Linked DNA regions of Oryctolagus cuniculus: region 2 is linked to region 1. Evidence: chromatin contacts called from public Micro-C data. All regions are on one chromosome and are shown on one strand. The core of a region is the stretch at or near the end of the contact, and the rest is flanking DNA. Distances in the headings are between cores, read along the strand shown. Region 1 overlaps FTO (FTO alpha-ketoglutarate dependent dioxygenase). Region 2 holds the start of IRX3 (iroquois homeobox 3).

The links. Hi-C and Micro-C count contacts between places; a contact is called where the count stands out from the background.
Region 2: a contact with region 1 is called in a Micro-C map of ear pinna, with 8 times the contacts expected there. The contact joins the promoter of IRX3 here to the enhancer-like site in region 1. A contact is called at or near these places in 2 of 6 Hi-C or Micro-C datasets (ear pinna and skin fibroblasts).

The regions. Positions count from the first base shown.
Region 1 is chr18:37,194,731-37,201,018 of mOryCun1.1, reverse strand. All of the region lies in intron 1 of FTO (FTO alpha-ketoglutarate dependent dioxygenase), which reads right to left. Among named protein-coding and RNA genes, the nearest start is that of FTO, 69 kb to the right of the region's middle. Within about 2 kb of position 1,693, at least 1 of the 8 cell types and tissues checked has an H3K27ac peak or open chromatin away from gene starts, as enhancers often do. A contact at or near this core is called in ear pinna, where this site is marked.
Region 2 is chr18:37,699,901-37,706,298 of mOryCun1.1, reverse strand. IRX3 (iroquois homeobox 3) reads left to right here and starts at 1,461. Exons shown (of 4, transcript XR_007919875.2): 1 at 1,461-2,509; 2 at 2,682-3,801; 3 at 3,965-4,031; 4 at 4,469-4,908.

The sequences.
Region 1 (6,288 bases), core at 444-2,943:
CCGGGCACTGTACTAGGAATGTTAACATTTACTCTCTCTTTTAACTGCAAAGAATTTAAGACCTGAGTTCTTTCTGGCAGCTAACAAAGACAGGCAGATGTGGAAACGGTCAAAATTCATATGGTTCCTTTTGAGAGTAACCATGTGAAGGATCAAAGGATGTCAGGTACCAAGACCATTTTAGAAAAGACATAAAATAAGCTATGATATTGTAAGTGTGGAAGGAAATCCCAAATGTTGGAGACATCAATCAGTCACTAAGCGTCTACCTAAATATTACACTTTGTGCCCAGGCCTGTGTTGGGAATTGTGGATGACATCAAAGGGGTCTGTACTAACATCACATTAGAGTAGCTACTAATAGCTAATAACATCAATTGGGCATTTACTGTGTGGCAGGCACTTCACTAAGTGCCTGAGGCTATATTAACTCATTTAATCCTCATTTCAACGCTGTGACGAATCCAGCCAGAGCCATCAGACATAGGAGAAAAATACATGAATCTTACTACACAGAAAGTCAAAACATTTTACATGAAATTTTTTAGATGATTTCTGGGAACTCCTTCTATACTTAGGGCAGGGAACAATTTTATCCCACATTATTAACTTGCTCAAGATATCCTCAGAACATGATCTTAGCTTGACTCAAATGTTGCATGCATCATATTACAATAACCACAAGAAATTACTCTGCCTGATGTAACACTAAAATGGAGGAGTCCCATGAGCTTAATAATGGCATGGTTAAAAGAGGCACCTTCCCCCATTTATTTAAAAAAAAAAATCCATAAAATAAGCCTTGCTCCAAGGTAGCACTGAATGAGAGAGAGAGAGAGAGAGAGAGAGAGAGAGAGAGAAAGTCAGCTTATAGCATCTTAATAGGAAGTTCAATAGCACAAGATTCAACCTGAAACCTACTGATCCTGATAAGGAAATAATTTTAAAGTGTCAAAATTAGTCTTTACATTCATAAAGGACGGAAGACTTCTGAGGTCAGATTAAGGTAATAGGCTGGATTGAGCCATCCATCAGGTAAAATAAATGCTCTGGACAGGGCCGAGACTAAACAGGGCCAAGAATTCCTAAGAAAAACACCACTGATGGTCGTGGAGGTCAGCGCAGAGGCCTGGCCCAGTGGGGAGATGCCCTGTGGCTGTAGTCTAGAAGGCTACCCCACAAATTCTCATCAGACGCTTAATCAATACCATGCCTTAGGACCTGAACTGCTATGATACAATCAATATTGCCTTTATTTTAAGTAACAGGAGGAACAATGAGATTATCTTGTTCCTTACAAGTCTGTCATGGAAAATCTGGCTCATGGTGTGTGTCATCTCCTGCTTTTGCCTGGAAGGGATGCATGTGTTGGGCTTGGAGACAAAATGGGAGCAAAACCCAGGGCAGGAAAGGCGAAGGTTGATACTGCAGTTCAGGAAAGCTGAGGCCTCAAAGTTCACCACAGCCTAAGGAACAACAAGGATTCACGAAGACAGCAGTCCCAGGGCTGACCTGCTGCCGGCCACTGACTGCCAAATTCCTTATCTCAGGTCCTGATCTTCACATTCCCTTTCCCATCAGCCTCCTTGGCAGGCCCTGGGATACAAACAGACTGGCCAAAGGACAACACCTTATTTCACCCCAGACCTCCTCAGTCCTCAGTCTTCTAATCTCCGTAAATGTTCATAACCTCACCACTCAAGCTAAGAACCTTGTCACCCTCGGTTCTTGGGTTCTTTCAAACCTCTCTATCCAGCCTACAAGTAACGCCTGCCAGCTCTGCCTCCAAACATGTTCTAAATCCTTCCACCACCTGAGCCAACCCATCAGCACATCTCTCTCCCTTTTTCTCTGTAATCTATCCTGGCCCTCTGATATTCTCCTCACAGCAGTCTGAGTAATCACTGTAAATGGAAATCAGATCAGGTCATTGCACACATACCTTCCTTACCTTAAAACCCTCCACTGGGGGTGAGCATTTGGCTTAGTGGTTAAGATGCCAGCATCCCACACAGGAGGACCTGGGTTCAATTCCCAGCTCTGCTCCTGACGCCGGTTTCCTGCTATGGCAGACACTCACTGATGATGGCTCAAGTGATTGGGACTCTGCCACCCATGTGGGAGACCTGGATGAGTCCCTGGCTCCCAGGTGTAGCCTGTCCCAACTGGAGTTGCTGCAGGCACTTGGGAAATGAGCCTGTCAATGGACCATGTCTCTTTCTTTGTCTCTTCCTCTCAAATGTAAATACATACCTACATGCATACTCCCAATGAGCTTAGGTAACATCAGACCTGGAGTAAAACTTAAATCTTTACCTCTGCCTAAAGGCTCTAGTGTGATCTGGCTTCATTTTTCTCCCTTTGTCTCTCTCCCTAAGTTCTGGCCTCTGACCACCAATACGCCTCCTACATGCAAAGCTTAGCAGCACCTTGGAGCTTTGTCTCTGTGGCAGGAATGAATGTCTTTGTCATCCTTAAGACTTCACATCTACTAAAGTAGTCAGTCCCCTCCAGTCATTACCATACTGCACTATACCACTATGAGACCTGGTGTTATTTACTACCTTAAATATGGTTTGCTTCTTCACTAGCTTGCTGCTGCTAACAGAATGTTAACTTCGATAAGGCAAGGGACTTGGGTCTGTCCTCACTGAATCCTCAGAATATAAGCCTCATTTAAAAATCTACAAGATGAAGACATGGGTAGCACCTCGAAATCTGGTATGGATACCAACCACACTAAAAATATGAGCAATGGAGTCTCCCTTTACCTGTTATGGTCAGAGACAGAATCTGAGGTAAGCCCTTGATTTGCCCTGTATCAGACCAAACATTTCTAACATTTTGCACTTGAAAAGAGTCAGCCGTTCAGGAAGAGGACAGGGAGAAATAAATTCTCAACTTTGCATATGCTCTCAATTCCAATTCTGAAAAGCAAATGGCAGTAGAAATTCAGGTGATATCTCAAATTGCCAGTATCAAATCTGCCTCTATGAGTCAGTAAACTCAGTCCACGTGTCTGTCCACCTACTCTCTCTCTGCATTTCACACACACACACACACACACACACACACCCCACTTCTCACTTTCTCACTTGGTTGTCCACAGGCCTTGAGTGCCCTTCTTCTGGTTCACTGACTCATTCCCGCCATCAATCAAGAGCTTCTAAAAGTCTCACCTCCTGAAAAAAGTCTTTTTGGTTTAACTGAAGAGGAAGGGAAAGGAGCTAATACTTACTGAGTGCCTTCCACACGCTGGGTACTGTACTGAATGCTTAGAACACAGAGAAGTAAATTATCACTATTCCCACTTTCGGAGATAAGAAAATTGACTCTTAGGTCCATGACTTGCGAGAAGTCAAATAAGTGGCAGATACAGGATTTAAATCCACATCACTCAAACTTTAAAATCCCAGTTCTTTCAGGGCATCCTTTTGGCAACAAAAATAATAAATGCACAAAAACAATATTGCTTTTGCTGTTTCATTTTGACAAATCCTTTCGCAAGTAGCTGTGTATCACAATTCACTGATCCTAGGGCCTCAGACTACCAACTTCTTTGTGTGCAATGGGTTCTTGCATTACAAAGAGGAAAGCTCTTTCAAAGAGCCCTTACTTAAGATCTATGAACAAAATCATACAAGAGCAACAGAGAATCTCACCAAAGTTTCCCTTCCGATGTTACTCATACTCCCTTGACTTTAAAAGCAACGGAAACTTGCCCACTGAGGTCAATGTGATCCTGGAGACAAACAGCCTAGCTCAGCACAATGCCTAGCAAACATCCAGGGCAGGGACAGCAATGCCTAGGGTCACTCTGAGCTTCCTTATTACAACATGATTCAATTCTTCTTAAATAGCTAAAAACCAAAAACTAGAACTGAAACATTAAAATGTCTCCCGAATAGTCTTAGGGGTTTTTAGATAAGGCTGGAGTGAAATGAAATTCAATAAGGCAAATTATTGGTCAACTCTTACTCATCACTAACAATAGCTACTTTTAGTAATATTAATAATACCACAAAATCATATAAGGCTTATCATAAGTTTTATAACACTGGGCAGAGGGACAAGACAAATCTCTCTGGCGCATTTGTTTTAGCCCTTTTTCTATACGGAAGATATCAGAAATTCTCTACATATATTAGCTCAGATAAATAGCTTACACACCTGTCCTGAGTAATCCAGGCATTCCATCACGTGCCTGCATTATTTTTTGTTGTGCTGCATTTTTTCTGTGCTGCATTATTCCTAAAGAAATTCACCACAAGCCAATTTAAAGTAGCATTTCGGGAAAACACGAAGTGCATGTTCTGTTTGAAAGTGAGATCATATTAGGATATTCAGTTCTTTGCTATTTAAGTGTTTTTACATAAAGTAAAATGATAACTTTTAAAGCATGTTAAATCATGAGATGCTGATTAAATTAAAACTTTAAGCTTGTGGCTCCAAGAAAGCATTTCAGAGACTTTTAGTTTCTTTTAAAGACCGATTGAAACTTGACTCCTAGTAAAGCTACTGACTACAAAAGGAATCCTGCTTTTGTACTGTAGATATTTTTGCAAACAATAAAATATCTACAAATAAATGTTCTTCACTCCCTTTTATATTTTCCTTTTCCTTTCTTTTTCTCTCTCATATTTTTTTTTCTTTCTCTCCATTTTGCTTTTAAGATCATAGAGTGGGGAATTGTACAGCATCAGGTTCAACTCAAAACGATAAAAACCCACACATCCTCCTCCCTACCATAGCATGTGCTAGGCGTGTAAATATTTCATGGTATTACCATCATTCACTCGGTGCTTATATTGTCTGATCAAGCCTCTATTTCTGTCTGTTAGATACTCTGGAGGATAGCGTTTTTTCATGTCTGCTGCTCAGTCACATAAAGCCTTTGCTTCTCAAAGGTTCTTCAAAGTTCAATAATTTATTAAACACTGTGCTGGGGTCGGCAGGCACTCACAGAAATGCATAACCACAGAATATGTGCAACTATTAAAGAGTTTCTTTAATAAAAAGGCGGACTTTAGAGAAAATGACAGCATTGTTACTTATACAAGGGAGGCATACTTGGAACAATTGTAGGTATCCTGTGCTAAAAGGCAGTAGCTTAAAATAGACAGGAGTGCCTGCTAACAGGCAAGTCATTAAGCAAACCCACTGTGAAGTAGGCCGCCAACAGAAGTCTAAAATCAGAGCTCAAGTCCCAGATTCCCCCCGCCCCCCATAATGACTAGTCAGGTCTCTATCCCCCATCTTTCTAAACACAACAGAAAATTTGCAATTTAAAAAAAATACTTTTGAAGCTGGAGACCAATGATATTTAACTTATCAATATGACCCCCAAATCTTACTCATTATATACTTACTTTTTGCCTACTAATCTCTAAGTAATAGGCCGAGAGACACTGAAACAGAATCACATACAACATATATAAAACAAAGTAATAAAAATTTGAGGCATATACTCTAATTAGCAAGTATTTATTGGACTCAGATCCAGCAGGAGCCAGAGGGAATACAGGAGCAGAGTAAGATATCACCCAGTACTCACGGGTGCTATGTAATCTGTAATCTAGGTGGGTAACAAAGTGCACATCAAATGCTTAGAGTAAGACCTGAAACAGCATAGAATCCACCACCAAATTCAGCGGAAGTCTTTCAGGGCCACACAATTTCACTAAAGGTAAAAACAAACCAATCTGAGTGGCACTCACCAAGGAAGACTTCAGGAAGGCAGAAATTATTTTCTACATGTTAAACTATTTTCTTGGTTTAATTTGATTTCCAAGAAAATCTTAGGAAAAGAAACTGATGTCCAAATTAATGATGAAGACAACAAACGGACTTCCATTTAAACACTGTGGATTCAAAACATGCATTTGACTCCTCAAAATCTTACTGAAATGCTTGTAAAGAAATGAGGAAAAAAAACAATAAAAATTTCCAAGGACAAAGAAAATGGGACAAAAGATATTAGCAAATGAAAGATGCCAACTCCATGTTTGTTAATGGTAACTAATGTAACAGAGCAGAAAGGTAAGGCAAGGACTCATGGAGAAAAGGGGAAGGCCAGTAAGAACTGAGCTCATTCACACCACCAACTTGAGAGAGGCTCAGGAAGTACAAGGACCAGGGCTTCTTACAGGTGCACCTTGAGAAGTACAGCTGATCACAGGAAGACAAGCTGGAAGTCTATAAGGAGAGGTTAGACCCGGATGATACCTTCTTTTGATCCCAAAGCCAGATAACCACAACATTAGTAACCAAGCAAAAAATGAGCTTAAT
Region 2 (6,398 bases), core at 212-2,711, 510 kb before region 1:
CAGCCAAGGCCAACTCTTGAGACCAGGCAGGGGCGCGCGGGGGCAACTAAGACTCAAAGCGGGAAGACCCCAAATTCCCTCACCGAACCTTAAATCTAGTGGTCCCCAAACCTTGCCTTGTCTTTCCTCCCAGTTTTCACAGCGTGCACACCCACCGGCGCCGCGGACGCTAGCCAAGCTAGACAGAGGCGGGAGGAGGGGGTGGGGCCAAAACTGGGTGTCCGTGCCTGAACCGAGAGTCTTTTCATTCCGGGCGAGCTACGGTGATGACCAGAGACAGCCTGGACCGGGACCCTTCGAGTCCTCCACTGCAGTAGAGTCTACCCTAGATCGATCAGTGCCGGGAGGCCGGCTTCCGCCTCCGAGCCGGGAGTGGTCACTGCACAGCGGAGCTGTTGCCAACCGACCGTCCGCGTAGCTCGTGGGTCCCGGCGCGGCCTAAAGCGCTTGGCCTGAAGCCGCTGCCGCTCCCGGCCGCACGCCCGGCTCCGTGACGGTGGGTCCATGGCTACCCACAGTTGAGCTTTGATTTTAGGGAATGTCCCACCATAAAACCACAAGTCCAGTCCCCGCCCTGTATCCCCGGCCATGGGAGGATTCTTGGCACAGGGACCTGGGAGCCAGGAATCAGGAACCGGGGAGCGAAACCAAGGATCTCCGCACACCGAAGGCGCCAATATAGAAACTTCTCGAAGTTCCCTTGGAAAGTTCAGGGGCCTCCCTAACCCGCCCCCAGCAAGGACCACTTTCTGGGCGCAGTTCCCCAAGATCCTTGGTGGGGAGGCCCACTCTTGGGGCCCACCCTTGGGCCCTGGGCCGAGCCTGCCATCTATGGTAAGCGACTCGGACCCGGACACTAGAGCGGCTGATGTGGTTAATTCCAGTGCTTGGTCCCCCGGGGTAGGGGACCGACCTGCGCACCTGAGCAACGCACCGGCCTCTACCGACGAGACTGGGCTGCACGCCCTCGCCCCCGCCCCGCCACCCCACCCACCCATCTCTGGCTCCCTTCCCACGCCGCCGAGAGTGGCTGCGCCTCCAAAGGTTCGATCTGAAAGGGGGGGTCCCGGCACCCCAAAGCCTGCCGTAGCCCAGGGTCTAGTCCCGACCCAGGCCGCGCGCGGTAGCGGGCGGGAGCGGTCCCGAGGGGCGGGAGGCAGGGAGGGGCGAACTGACCCCGCACTAACCCGCGTCGCCGCGCCTCCCAGCTCCCCCTCCCGGCGCAGGCAGCAGGGGGCGGGAAGGGATTGGGAGCGCCGGGGCTCCCGCCCCCCGGCCCGCCCCGCCCCGCGCGCGCGGCTCCGCGGGGGTGGGCGGCTTTGCCTGCCAGGCGCCCTGGCGATTGGCGACTCAGGGTGGAGACTCCAGGAAAAGTCGAATAAGAGGGCGCAACGTCAGACCTGAGATTTGGGGAAGGGCGAGGGAGGGGGTGGGAGGGCGGAGACGGACTCACAGACGCGGACGCGGACACACACCCCCCCCGCACAGCACCCCGAGTGTCCGCAACTTGAGGCCGCCGTAGCCCGGCGCGCAGGGGCTGGGAAGGCTGGGGGGTGGGGGTCGGAGGGGGGCCGGAGTGGGCACCTTGTGTGAGTAAGAAGGAAGGTTAGAAAGATGGGAGCGAAGAAAAAGTGAGGGGGGCAGCGAGGCGAGCAGAAGCCATCGTGGGACGGGGAGAGAGGCGAGGAGGAAAGGAGAGTTGGCCAGGCGTCCGGGAGAGCGAAAGGGCCCGAAGGAGCGGAAGCGATCCCGGGGGGTGGGGGGAGAGGAGCGCGGGGAGGGGAGAGGAAGGGCGCGGAGGGGGAGTGAAGGCGAGAGGAGGGCGAGGGAAGCGAGGCGCGGCGCCGCTCGGGGAGAGGAGGGCAGTGCGGAGCCAGGCGCGGGCAGAGGCGGCTCAGGCTGCGGAGAGGAGGGAGCGCGGCGCAGAGAGGAGGGGCTTGCGGCCCCGTAGAAATGTCGATCAGAGCCCGGAGCCCCGGGAATCTCCGCCAATCTGTTCGGACCTGACCTGGCTCCTCGCCGCCGCCGCCGCCGCCGCCGCCGAGCAGATCAATAGGCGAACGCGGAGCGCAGCGCAGCGCGGGAGGCAGCGCGGCCCCAGCGCGGCCCCAGCCCGGCCCAGCCCCCGATGCGCGCCGGAGCCCGCGGGCGGCGCTGAGCAGGGCGGCCCCGGGGGCCGGGCCCCCTCTCCGTCGGTGCCCCGCGGGCCACCATGTCCTTCCCCCAGCTCGGATACCAGTACATCCGCCCGCTCTACCCGCCCGAGCGCCCGGGAGCCGCCGCCGGCGGTGGCGGCGGCGGCGGCGGCGGTGGTGGTGGCGGCGGCGCGGGGGCCCGGGGTGGCCCGGGCGCCGGAGCCTCGGAGCTGGCTGCCTCCGGCTCCCTCTCCAATGTGCTCTCGTCCGTGTATGGGGCGCCCTACGCCGCGGCCGCCGCGGCGGCCGCCGCCGCCCAAGGCTACGGCGCCTTCCTGCCCTACGCCACAGAGCTGCCCATCTTCCCGCAGCTGGTAAGAGCCCGAGGCACCGGGGAAGGCGGGTGGGAGCCGGGATGCCGCGGGAGCTGAGCGCGCGGGAGTGTAATGGCCCGGGCCGGGCCGGGCCGGGAGGGTGGAGGCGGCGCCGGCCGGGCTCACCGCGCTCCCTCCGCGCGTGTCCCTTTGCTTCTCCATGTGCGTACAGGGCGCGCAGTATGAGCTGAAGGACAGTCCCGGGGTGCAGCATCCGGCCGCGGCCGCCGCGTTTCCGCACCCGCACCCCGCCTTCTACCCGTACGGCCAGTACCAGTTCGGGGACCCGTCCCGTCCCAAGAACGCCACGCGGGAGAGCACCAGCACGCTCAAGGCCTGGCTCAACGAGCACCGCAAGAACCCCTACCCCACCAAGGGCGAGAAGATCATGCTGGCCATCATCACCAAGATGACCCTCACCCAGGTGTCCACCTGGTTCGCCAACGCGCGCCGGCGCCTCAAGAAGGAGAACAAGATGACGTGGGCTCCCCGCAGTCGCACGGACGACGAGGGCAACGCGTACGGGAGCGAGCGCGAGGAGGAGGACGAGGAGGAGGACGAGGAAGACGGCAAGCGCGAGCTGGAGCTGGAGGAGGAGGAGCTCGGTGGGGACGAGGAGGACGCGGGGGGCGAGGGCCTGGCGGACGACGACGAAGACGAGGAGATCGACTTGGAGAACTTAGACGGCGCGGCGGCGGGGCCTGAGCTGGCCCTGCCTGGGGCGGCGCGCAGGGACGGCGACCTCGGCCTGGGACCCATTTCGGACTCCAAAAATAGCGACTCAGAAGACAGCTCCGAGGGCTTGGAGGACCGGCCGCTGCCGGTCCTGAGTCTGGCCGCCCCAGCGCCGCCGCCGCCCGTGTCCGCGGCTCCGCCGTCTCCACCCTCTCCCCCAGCTGGCCTGGACCCCTGCGCTCCCGCTCCGGCGCCCGCCTCCGCCCTGCAAAAGCCCAAGATCTGGTCCTTGGCCGAGACAGCCACAAGCCCAGACAACCCGCGCCGCTCGCCTCCCGGCGCGGGGGGGTCCCCTCCTGGGGCAGCCGTCGCGCCCCCGACCCTGCAGCTTTCTCCGGCGGCGGCGGCGGCGGCTCACAGACTCGTCTCCGCGCCGCTGGGCAAATTCCCTGCTTGGACCAACCGGCCGTTCCCAGGCCCGACGCCGGGCCCACGCCCGCACCCGCTCTCGCTGCTTAGTTCGGCCCCTCCGCACCTGCTGGGACTCCCCGGAGCCGCGGGTCACCCGGCCGCCGCCGCTGCTTTCGCTCGACCCGCCGAGCCCGAGGGCGGCACAGGTGACTGCAGAGCGCGGGGCGCGAAGGGAGGGTGCGGGTTGGCGGGGACGGACGAGGCCGCGGGAGCACAGCGGGCTCACCTCTCGCCTGTTGCCTCCCGCGGCCCCGGGCCCCGGAACCGAGCGCTCTGAAGGGCCTGTGTGTTCTCCCCCGCTTCCCGCAGATCGCTGTAGTGCCTTGGAAGTGGAGAAAAAGTTACTCAAGACAGCTTTCCAGCCCGTGCCCCGACGGTAAGAGACTCCCTGAGGTGGGGTGGGGGTGGAGGCGGGGGGCAAGCTGAGCCGCCCGCTAGGCCTTTCCCCCAGAGGCGCGCGCAGCTGGGATGCTTTTTATAAAAAGGGACAAAACTTGGGGCTGGAGGCGGTGGCGGTGGCGCCAGCCCCAGCCCAGGATCCCCCGCCACCGCGCTGCGGGAAGCCGAGCCTGGCCCAGCCAAAGGGTCCCTGAAATGCCCACCTCTTTGCAGCCCTGGCTCTAGAGTCCTACTGTCTCGCGCTCACCTTATGGTTAAACACACCCCCCCACACAAGATTTCCATCTTCACCTGAGTCCCATCTGGCGTTAAGACACCCCCCGCCCCCAGCCTTAGGTGCGGTCCGACGGTGCTAAGCAAACTCTGCACCCCTAAATCTCATCTCATTTGCTCCCCACTGTCTCTGTCTTGCAGACCTCAGAACCACTTGGACGCCGCTCTGGTTTTGTCGGCTCTTTCCTCCTCCTAGTTGTTTTTTTTTTTTTTGAAGAAATTAAAATCGTTGTAATAATTGTAAAAAAAATCGTTCTGTATAGTTACAACTTGTAAGCATGTCCGTGTATGAATACCCCCCAAAAAGGAAACAAAAGGAAACAAAAAGAAATAAAACCACACACCCCCACCCCGAGTCCCTCAAGTCGCTTGTGTGCGCCCCACGTCAGCGTCAGCTGCGATGGTGGGGTTGGTTTGTTCGGTTGATTGGGGGAGACGGGGAACGTGGCGTTTCAGTGAGAACTAAGCGTGTCTGACTTTTTTTGTATATACGAAAAAAATGTACATATGTGTGAACCAAATTGTACAAGAAAGTATCTATTTTTGGCTAAATAAATGAGCTGTTGCCACTTTGACTATAACCGGCCTGCCTGCCCCGGACAGATCTGTTTCGCAGTTTCTTTTGTTTTTTGGTTTTTGTTTTGTTTTGTTTTTATTCTCCGCCCGCCGCCCCCCACCCCCACCCCCCGTTGTCTGAAGGATCTCTCGAGTCAGCAGAAGGGACGAGTGAGGGGACAGGACGGTGAGGCCGGAGGACAGCCACGGAGGAGGAGGCGCAGACGCGGCGGGGCTGGGGGCGCCCGAGAGGACGGGCGGAGGATGCAGGTGGGGACCGCGGCGAGAACCCCCTGCTGGGCGCTGAGAAACCGGGTCCGACCGCTGGTGCAAGGGGGCGCCGCGGGGGCCCTGGGACCCTCGGCGCCGGCGGCCAAAGACTGGGAAGGGCGCGGATGTGGAGCGGTCAGGTCGGGAGGCTCTCGCCGCTGCCTCTCCCGCCCCCAGGTTTGGATGGCACCACTGAGGTCTTCCTCACAGAAGGGGCGGTGCAAGCCCGGCCTCCATCACACCGCAGCCCCCAGACCCCTCTAAGACGCGCGCATGTTGGGGAGCAGGGGGCCCGGGAGGGGCCCTCTTGGTGGCTGTGCGACTGTGCCCAGCTCAGGTCGGGAGCTGGAAGCCCCGGGTCCTCGCGGCGTCTGCGCGTGCGGGAGCCACGGCAGGTGTTACCCTGACCGCTGAGGTCCAGGCGCGGGGTTCAGGCAAGGTGGGGCCGCTGCACCTTTTCAGCCAGGCTGGAGCAGGGCAAGGGGTGGGCGGGCCGGGGGAGGGAGCCGGGAAATTTGGGGCTGGAGCTCCCTCTACAGGACAAAGGGGACGCTCTGCGCCCCGTGCGCGCCGCCTCTGCAGCCGGGCCGGGTGTCGCGCCCCACCCGCGCCGCGCGCTTCCAGGCCGCGGGGCGCGACTTCAGCTGAAAGGAGCTGTGGGAACGCTTGGCAGAGGCACCCGTCCGTGTGCAGTGTGTGTGCCGGGGGGCATCTTTTACGCACCCACTAATGTATAGGGTAGCCAGGCATTGGGCGTTCGCCTCGAAGAGTGGGGCGCGTGGCGATCTGCAGGGTTCCTGGGGAAACAGGAAGAGCTCGCTCCCCTGAAGCCACCGGATACGGCCCAGAGTGAATACCGGACACCTGCGCTAACGGCGGGGAGTCGGGCAAGGACCAGTCCTCGCGGACACAGGTGCTGGCGCCGCGCCCCTGGGCAGGGGCCGGGCTTTGGAATCTGCGGCCCGCGCACGCCGCAGGCCGGGAAGTCCCGCGGCCCCTTCCCCAGAGGCAGCTCCCTCTGCTTCTTCCCAATCCCCCCCGCCGCCGCCGCCCCAGTTATTAACGGCGTTTCTGGGGTTCGGGCTCCTTCCCAGGTCGCAGGCACAGACGGAGGTTCCATTCTAGGAGACTAAGCACCACGTGGGCTTTGAATCTGAGACCAGGCCCCCAGGCCCAGGGCAGAGGCCTCTGGGTAGCATCTTCACAAGGACAACATTCCTGCCACCCCTGGCTCTCCTGGAGCTGC